Linked DNA regions of Pan troglodytes: region 1 is linked to region 2. Evidence: chromatin contacts called from public HiChIP or PLAC-seq data. All regions are on one chromosome and are shown on one strand. The core of a region is the stretch at or near the end of the contact, and the rest is flanking DNA. Distances in the headings are between cores, read along the strand shown.

What was found. HiChIP or PLAC-seq counts read pairs in DNA pulled down with a chosen protein or histone mark.
Region 1: a contact with region 2 is called in an H3K4me3 HiChIP or PLAC-seq map of stem cell-derived excitatory neurons, with 5 times the contacts expected there. The contact joins the promoter of CCDC90B here to the promoter of PRCP in region 2. A contact is called at or near these places in 1 of 7 Hi-C or Micro-C datasets (stem cell-derived neural progenitor cells) and 1 of 1 datasets of contacts at active chromatin or transcription factors (stem cell-derived excitatory neurons).

The regions. Positions count from the first base shown.
Region 1 is chr9:85,311,943-85,317,016 of NHGRI_mPanTro3-v2.0_pri, forward strand. CCDC90B (coiled-coil domain containing 90B) reads right to left here and starts at 3,731. Exons shown (of 9, transcript NM_001280260.1): 1 at 3,465-3,731. The coding sequence starts at 3,537. It overlaps LOC107967372 (a long non-coding RNA gene), which reads left to right and starts at 3,473. Exons shown (of 4, transcript XR_002938555.3): 1 at 3,473-3,912.
Region 2 is chr9:84,927,519-84,932,197 of NHGRI_mPanTro3-v2.0_pri, forward strand. It overlaps PRCP (prolylcarboxypeptidase), which reads right to left and starts at 3,261. Exons shown (of 9, transcript XM_009423827.5): 1 at 3,167-3,261. It overlaps DDIAS (DNA damage induced apoptosis suppressor), which reads left to right and starts at 1,813. Exons shown (of 6, transcript XM_054661577.2): 1 at 1,813-2,138; 2 at 3,029-3,396.

The DNA.
Region 1 (5,074 bases), core at 2,481-4,980, 380 kb after region 2:
GGGCCTTTGCCTAGCCCCTGCCCTGTTCAGAAAGCTCTCCTTTTCTTTGCCTGCTCATGTTTATCCTTCAGAGCTCAGTCTGAATGTTTCTTCCTCTGGAAAGCCTGATGACTCCTTTAGGTTATGTCTCTCTCATGATGGTTTTTCATAGTACTGCACAGGATTCTTTTGCAAACCCTCTCATAATTTACATTTATGTGACTCTCAGTTGTCTCCCCAAGAGACCAGCAGTCAGCCAACTATAGCCCATAGACTACCACCGCCTGTTTTTCTAGTTTTATTCATTAGAACTAGATAGTTTTATTAGAACACAGCTCATTCATTTATGGATTAATCTATGGCTACTTTCATGCTACAGTGGCAAAGCAAATAGTTGTGACTGACCTTACAGCCTACAAAGCCTGAAATATTTATTAGGCTCTTTACAGAAAAAGTTTGTCAACCCCTGCACTAAACTATACAGTCCTTGAGAGCAGGGACCACATCTGTTCTTGCTCACTACTGAATCCCCAATGCCTACACAATTCTGGATGCTCCATAGATACTTGCTGAATGAAAGGCACTGTGCTTGGCATTATGTAGACACAATGATGAATAATACAAAGGAGAAGCATTTGGCCCTCCTTGAGAATAAAGGATCAAGAATGGCTATTTGGATGATGGAACTATATTAAATCTGAGAGAAGTTATCCAGACAGGATGAATGAAACCAGCAAAATCTAGGCATGGGCTGCCTTTGCTATTCTCTTGGCTTCTATTTATTATGGGGTTAAGGAGAGCTGAGAATACAGAAGGATATGTAAAACATTATTCCTTATATGTGCTCAAATATTCACATAATATTTTGCTTAGTCCTCCCAATCCTATGAGGTAGGTATTGACACCCACTGGCAGTAGAACTTTGGGTTTCACTCCACTTTGGAAGCCAAAAGGAACTGGAAAAACCATTGGATATTCATAGTAGGGTGTCATAATCACTATTACAACTGTGTCATGGGCAGTTCAGTGCATAAGCACTCATTAAGAATGTTTTTACAGGCCGGGTGCAGTGGCTTATGCCTGTAATCCTAGCACTTTGGGAAGCCAAGGCAGGCGGATTGCTTGAGCCCAGGAGTTTGAGATCAGCCTGGGCAACGTGGGAAGATTCTGTCCCTACACAAATTACAAAAACTAGCTGGGCATGGTGGTGTGTGCCTATAGTCCCAGCTACTTGGGAGGCTGAAGTGGGAGGATCACCTGAGCCTGGGAGGCAGAGGCTGCAGGGAGCCGAGATGGCGCCAAGGCACACCAGCCTGAGTGACAGAGACCCTGTCTCAAAAAAATAAAAAATAAAAATACGTAAGTCTTTGCAGCCATATTAATAGGTAGGGGAGATGAAGTGCCCAGAATCAGTGTTTCCAGCTCAAAGTGGAATAACAGATCCTTAATAATTTGAAGAGTTTTGTACAGACTTAAACATCTGTACAAAACCCCAAACCTTTCCTTTCATTGTTACTACTTTTGTTTCTTTGATACCTATCTTGTGGATTTGTTTGTTCGTAATAGCGAGATACAAACTCAAGAGTTTAAAGGTTTAACCAGTTTCACAAAACTACTAAGTCATAGATTGTAGATTGGAACTCTGGCCTATCTTGCACCAAGCTCCTCTTTGCTGGAAAAGGTCAAATTTTACTTTTGAAAAAACAACCAAGCAAACATGTAAAGTGTTGTCCCATTAAATTTAAGCTGCAAGTTTTATATTAATTTACTGCTAATTTTACAGCTGAAACACTTCAGTGTATAGCCAGTTACTTTTCTGTCAGGAATTCAAAAGAACAGGCATTAACAGCATATATTCTTACATGCTGGTCTACTAACGTGCTACACTAGTTGCATTAGAATAACTAAGGTCCTTCCATTGGTCAGAGGTCAAGGTTTTCAAATCCCTTGATTATTGACATTATTAGGCAAGTTTAAACTACTTGTATAAAATAAACATTCAATATTTGTTTAGTGAGGAAGGACACAAATCCTACTAGTTGTAAGAAGAGATTTAAGGTTTCTCCAAGAACACTCAGATTCAAGTGGGATAACTTTTATGTTAAAACATTAACATGTACTTATGGTCATTTATTTCCCAGTATGATATGCACTTCAAAGTTCATTCTCTAAGAACATTTAATTTTGTTTTCATTTGGATATGTAAAGTACACCTGTAAAAGTCAACAAAGATGGCAGCTGGATGACTTCCTGGAGTTCAAAAGTGCTACCTCCTTTTTGTAAAATCCATCATAATGTGTATGTATGCTAAACACTCAAATACCTAACAAAAGAGACCTTGTGAATGACCCTGGCAGCTAAACAGCAATCTCACAGATGGAGGATCAACAACTGCAGTTTTGACTGCAGCTGTTACTGGTGTGGATTAAAATGAAACAATGAGCAAAATAGCACAAGTAACAATATGGAGTATAAATAACAGCGTAGAAGTGTTTGGGTACCGAATGGCTCAGCGTACCTGGCACTGAAGATTCAAGAAGGTGAACAGAGATAAGAGGTGCCTATTCGCCTATTTTGTGGACAACGGTTTAAAACTGGGAGGGAAGTTTAAAAACTGGGGGTGAAAACGACGACAACAAAAACCTAGCCCTAGAAACATTTCTCTGAATAAAGTTAGATGTCTTCAGGACACCCTGTTAACAGGGGTGCCAACAGGTTGGAAACTTGTGGGTTCCAGTATTCACTTATTTTCCCAAAGTCTACAATGTGACTGAAATGTACTGAGAATTCCAGTGAGAATAAGGCAGACGTGGCCTGAAATTTATGATGCTGTCTACCAAAAACCTGGGCTCGAGGCCAGCACCTAAAAAAACAAAATCAAAATTTGATCAGGCCACAAAAGAAAACTGGACACCCTCAAACACAGATTACCTTACGTTGGCTCCTGACAAACCTACGAGATTACTAGCCTCTTGTCACCAAAAAACGGAAACAACGGCTGAGAAAGAAGCCGGGCGCGAAGCCCAGGCCTTCAAAGGTTCGCTTTAAGAACAGAAAGGCAGTGCTTTCCTCAGTCCTCGCCCCTTGGGGCGAGCTGGGCAAGTCGGGGCAGCAGGCAGCGGCGTCGCCAGCACAAGGCGTGAATCCGGGAGGAGGGCGTGGCACCTTCTCTTCCCGTTCGCTCGAGCAGGCGCGACCCCACGGGCATCGTCTCCCTAGAAAGCACTCAGGCATCTATGACACGACGCCTTGCCTCACCTCTCCGCAGGGCCGGCGAGAAATGCCCGCGGGGCCTTGAAACCCAACGATCTCCTCTGCCTTGGGAGAGCAAGAGCCGCCAAGCCTGGCGACTATTCATGTCCTCAGAGTTTTCCGGTGGGAGGGAGGCGGAAGACGGGGTAAATCTCGCACAGGCTTTCGGGCAAGGTAGTTCTGGCACCACAGGAATGCTGGGAATTGTAGTTTTCGCTCTGTCACAAGCTCACCTCCCAGCGCAGGCGCCACCGTGGTCCCACGAAACTGGGCCTCTTCACAGACAGACCCACAGTTCGCGAGCATGGCTCAGCGCTGCCCCGCTTCTCCCAGCGCCCCTTCCCGACCTGTGAACGCCTTTACCGCCCTAGGAAAGCGAGATCTTGTCAGAGAACCTTCCGGCGCCTGTTTCCTGGCAGTGGGGCATAGTCCAACAGCTGGCTCCCCCAAGATAGCCAGCGGCCATTACGCGCTTGGGTCGGAGGAGATGGAGTCGCATTTAGCCGCACAGCAGCCTGGGACCTGAAGTTTTCGGCCGCTGAGCGTTCTGGGTGATTGCGTAGTGCGAGGGCCAACGAAACCTTCTGGGAAGTGTAGTCCAGCAAGCCGCTCACTTATCGTGAGGCGTCACATCCTGCTGCTTCACCCTCTGGTGCACGGGAGGACCAACTATTTCAGTCGGTATGTCCTTTCTTTAGGGAAGCCGAATTCCTCCGTTTCTAGGAGAAATTCCTTGAATTTTCACCATTTATCCTTCTCAGACCTCAGTTACTCAAGACTGCTCCGCATAGTAAAATGCTGAAAGCAACAATGCACAGTAGTTGTATTAAAATGCACTAATACTCATGAATATTCTCTGTAAGTTCTAAAATGGCACACAGTTGTGCGGTGTTAGTGGCTTACTCTCGCAAGATTCTAAACAATTACGGCTAGGTTTCTATCTATATGTATTCAAAGCTTTGTGAGAGTCAACTAAGTAACAAACACCATTTCTAAGGCCCGAAGCACATTGAAAGAACAAAACTTGATGCCCGCCAACAACTGCTTTAACAGACAATTCATGAAAAGGAAATATAAATTGTTATTTAAAACACTGGGATGGCTGGGCGTGGTGGCTCATGCCTGTAATTCCAGCACTTTGGGAGGCCGAGGCGGGCAGATCACCTGAGGTCGGGAGTTCGAGACCAACCTGACCAACATGGAGAAACCCTGTCTATATTAAAAATACAAAATTAGCCGGGTGTGGTGGCACATGCCTGTAATCCCAGCTACTCAGGAGGCTGAGGTAGGAGAATCGCTTGAATCCTGGAGGCGGAGGTTGCAGTGAGTCGAGATCACACCATTGCACTCCAGCCTGGGCGACAGAGTGAGACTCGATCTAAAAAAAAAAAAAAAAAAAATTGGGAAAAAAGTTTGATCTTACCAGTTTCAAAATACAAAACGCAAAACCTTAGGGTATATCGAGGTTAGGGGTCCCAATGATCCCAACAGGATGTAAGCATAGTACTCAACAGGTGCTTTTTCAACCCATGCCCCTCTGTCCGTCTCCCCCTTTCCTCATCTAATGATCCTCAATGCCTATTGTTTCCACGTTTACCATCATATATTCAATGTTTAGCTCCTACTTATAAGTGAGAACATGTGTATTTGGTTTTCTGTTCTTGGCATTAGGTTACATAGGATAATGGCTCCAGTTCCATCCATGTTGCTACAAAGAGTATAATTTCCTTATTTTTATGGCTGCATTATATTCCATGGTGTATATGTACCACATTTTCTTTATCCAGTCCACTGTTGATGGGCACTTAGGTTGATTTCATGTCCTTGCTATCGTGAATGGCAC
Region 2 (4,679 bases), core at 2,011-4,510:
GTTCTCTTTTTCATCAATCCCAATGGGATTTTAGAGATCTTCCATTCCAATAGTCCTCCCCCCCGTTTTACTTTAGCAGTTGAGTTCTGCAAATAGTTGTATATAAAATCCCAGCATATAAAACAGGTAAAAGCTGAAAGAGATCCAAGAGAGGGTACTAGAGCACCTAATTTGGCCTCCACTTCAGCCTTCATCCACTTTCCCTCTGAAACAGCTCCCCAAAGAGCCCTTAATTTTCCTCAGTAAAGTGTAAAACACATTGGTCCTTGTCCCAACCCTCCTAATTTACAAATGAGGGAATTATGCCCTACAGAATTAATTTAAGGGAGTTGCCTGAGAAAAAAGATTATTTCCTAGTACCCCTGCTAAAATTAAAATGTTTTCTCTTCCTCATAAACTTGAACTCAAATGTCTGGGTTAAAAATTGTTTCTTGGCTGGGGACACAGTGGCACACGCCTGCAATCCCAGCCCTTTGGGAGGCCAAGACAGGGGCATCGCTTGAGCCCAGGAGTTCAAGACCAGCCTAGGCAAGATGACAAAATCCCATCTCTATTTTTAAAAATAAAAAAATTTTTAAATTATTTCTAAGTTATTCTGGAAGTCTATGACATCCCTCTACCACAAATTCCCATTCCAAATTCACATAAGGGCTGGGCTCGGTGGCTCACGCCTGTAATCCCAACACTTTGGGAGGCTGATGCAGAAGGATTATTAAGCCCACAAGTTCAAGACTAGCCTGGGCAACATAGTGAGCCTTGTCTCTACACAATTAACAACAACAAAATTTCACATAGGTCTATAACCACATATTATATGAGTGCCTACTTGAAGCCAGATACTCTGCTAAGAGTACGTTATCTGCTCTCATTCAACCATCACCACAAACCCCAAGAGATCAAGGAACTAGGCTCACAGAAGTACTGTAACCTGCCCAAGGTCACAGAGCTAGCAGGGTGGAATCCGGTTCTATCTGACTCCTAAAGCCAAGCTTCAGACCCTTGCACTCTTTCTAATCCCAACCTTTTCCAAATCTTTTCCTATTTTTACACAGGCTTTCAGAAATGCTGAACTGTAAGGATTACTTGTCATTTCACAGAGGATGTACTTTTCCATCAAGACCTGTGGGGGAATGCCTCATGCTGCAGCCAAGCACAAAGGCATCAAGCCCAAAAACCTCTAATTTCACGTTACAGACCATAGAAAGGCGAATCCCCACCCCCACCACAAACTCCTACAACTCCTTTTACAAGCATAGGCTACATACATTCAGTCTTATGGGGAATAGGGACTGTCAACAATTCTTAATAATAGGGCTACAAAATCAGCTCTGAGCTGACCCCTTATGAGAGGCTGGCTTTTAGGATGGATAATTATCCAATATTTTCTAATAGGTAAAGATATTAAAATTTGTATTTAGGGCTGCCTTGGGGCAAAGGATGACTATCACCGCAGACTAGGTACCAGAGCTGGCATTTAATAATTTGAATTTGAGGGAAGGTCAAGGGAGTTCGGATTGGGGCACCCTCTGGGAGCAGAGGGAGTTGAAGTGACTGTCGTGTCCAATTACAGAAAAGCCTGAATCAAGAGTATGCAGCCAAAACTACTACCAAATTATTGGTAATGGGAGGAGAAAATTTAAACAGAACTGGGATTTGGGACCACCTTCTGGAAGATGTTAGCCAAAAACCGAACAGATCCTAGGCATCAAGGGGTGTGAATTTCGAGGTAGGCTCCGTTGCCCGGGCTCTGAGGGTCAGGGTTCCCGGCGGTTGGGCCTGGGACGGCGAAGCCCCCGCGCCCCCTTACCTTCTGTTGGAAGTAGAGAACCGAATAGTTCTTGGCTACAGCCGGGAGGGATGTGGGGTTGGTTGGCAAGTGTAGGCTGCCGAGGGCCCTTAAGGCCGGCCGGAGGGCTATGGTGGCCCAGGGCGCCAGAAAAGACAGAAGCAGGAGCAGGAGGGCTCGGCGGCCCATGGCTCAGGCTGGAGACTGCAGTGCGGGTGGGAGGGCGAAAAGGAGGCCAGCAGAAGCGCACAGGCTAAGCCCTGCCCAGCCTGCAGCTCCGCCCGCCGCAAAACAGCTCCTCCCAGGGGAAACCCAAAGCCAGCCAGCTCCTCAGAGACGCCGCCCAAGCCAGGTCACCACAGCCACTCCGCCCCCATCCCCGAGGACACCGCCTCCACTCCACTTTCCTCTCGTGCCATCTGCTCCTTAGCACTCACCTTCATTGCAGTCACACCCCAAGTCTGCCCTTATCATGCTAGGGCCTTTTCCTACCTCATCGCTGTAGCCCATGCTTTATCTATAGCGCCCCCGAAGCCCACCTGTCCTTCAGGTCACCCAATATCCCTACCATTATTATCACCACCAAACCCTGCCCTGGCCGCCCCAATTCCATTGCGACACCTCCTGCCTTCCGCAAATCCTACATAATGGCAATAACAGCTACCATGACAATTTATTGAAGGTTCACTACAGGCCAGTGTATCACGAGGCAGGAAGGCACACGCATCATCTCCTCTAACTAAATCGTCACAGCAATCTTGTGCGTCGTATATGATTGTTATTCCCATCTACAGATGTGGAAACTGAGGCTCAGAGAGGTGCGGGAACTTGCACTAGATCACTCAGCAGTGAGCGGAGCACGTCGTCGCAGACCGCTGGGTCCAGGTCCAAAGACTGTGCTCCTTGCACCCACCTCCATCATGGAGCCTAACCACTCCCTATGATACTCCGTTCTTGGGTCACCCCAAAACTGTGTTGCTCGCACAACCCATCCATTACACAGGTCGCCCCGGGTCCACATCGCCCCTAAATCCCGCCAGGTCCCGGTCCCTTCTTTCAAATAACGCCCCCTTTCTTCTCCGGCACCCGAAAACCCACTCCGCGCTCCACCCCCCTCCTGCCTCCTGCCACCGCCCCCTTCCTCCCTCCGCCCGTGGGTAGTGCTAGCCCCTAGGACAGCGCCGGGTCTGGCTTCCAAAGCTCCCTCAACCCTCTTCACCCAGCTTCCATTCCCTCTTTCAGTCACCCCGCCAGACCCCAGGGCGCTGCGGCTCACTCCACACTTCCCCGGGATCCCTACGCCCAGGAGGCTCAGCGAAGCTCCAAATCCAATTTTACGGACTGTACTACTGATCCACCTGTCGGGGAGAAAGACTCTACCCGCAGTTTGACGAAAATGGTCGTTCCCAGATGCTTGTAGGATTTCCTCGCTAAGCTCCACCCTCTGCGGCGCCTTCTTCTGATTGCCTCTGAGTAATCAGAGCCAAAGCGTTACTTCCGGCGGAAAAGGACGCGGGAGATTCGATTGGAAGGCTGCCGGCGTGCTACTGAGTTCGGCCGGTCCGAGTCACTGTGCGTCGCCTGGGCCCGTTCCTGGTCTTCTCCCCCAGGTGAGCTGGGTAAAGGGGTTCTCGGGAAGCCCAAGAGCCGGAGACTCCTAAGGAGGCTCTTAACTTCATTATGAATGAGACCCACCCAGAGCCCGGCGCTTGTTTTTTCACAAGTGGTTCTCTGTAAACGGGCAGCCATGAGGGTAACAGAATATAAACGTCAGTTATTTTATTTTAGACTCAGTGCTTTTGCAATCACCTAACGAACGTTTATTGAACACTTACAGTGCCATCGAGCTAGACTCGGAGTGAGCTTTTAGAATCGGAAATAGGAAAAGGCGCGACTCTTGTTTCTGTAATGTGCAAATACGTATTCAGCGGGCCACTGTGCAGAGTAGTACGTGCTGAAAGGGGATCTTCCAAAATGCTGTGATGGCTTAGAAGGAACATACTTTAACTGAGCCATGTGCTTAAACCAGAGCTTGAAAGTTTTCTTCCTTTTCACATCCTGCCAGTCCCTACCAGCCTCTTGAATATCTCATCTGTTCACTTCTCTCCGTTTTTTACTGACGTTATTTTGGTTCGACCCTATGACTGCTACATAGCTGTGATAGTAACCCCCCCTCCCCCCCCCGCCCCAGCTGGTTCTCCTGCTTTCAATCTTGCTACCTTCCAGTCCAGTCTCCGCATTGCTGGGCTGATAAAGTTCATATTTGACCGAGGCACTCCCCATTGAAAACCTTTCAGTCGCTCCTATTTGCCCTCAGGTTTAAGCCCAAAGTCTTTAACATGACTTGCAGACTCTTTCCTATCTGACTTTTGCCTGGCTCTTCAGCCCTAGTGGTTTTCCACCGCTCCAGCCATATAGAATGTCTTTTGTGTTCCTGAAGTGCACTATCCTTCTCACCCCAAACCGTCTTCTGACCCTGTCCCTGACCTGGCTAATTCTTAGTCAGTTTGCAAAGCCTTTTAAATCAGAAACCCTTTCCTGACCCCACAGGACTGGATCACAGAGCACCAAGTAATTATTTGTTTATTCTGCAGATAGTTAAATGCTTCTTTCGTCTGTGCCAAGAACTGCTAGGTACTGAGATCCAATGATGAACAAGGTAGATTCCTGTTCTAATGGAACTTACCTTTTATGGATGGAATTAAGGAGAATTTACAAGGAAACTATGTGAATTAGACTGGTCTAAGAAGACCTTTCCAAGGAGTTGATACTGATGCCTAAAAGATGAGCGTGATCCAACCATGCAAAAGAGGGAAAGAAAAACATTCTAAACAGAGTGAACAGGTTGTGCAAACGTCCTGAGGCAGGAAAGAGCTTGACATGTTAATGTTCA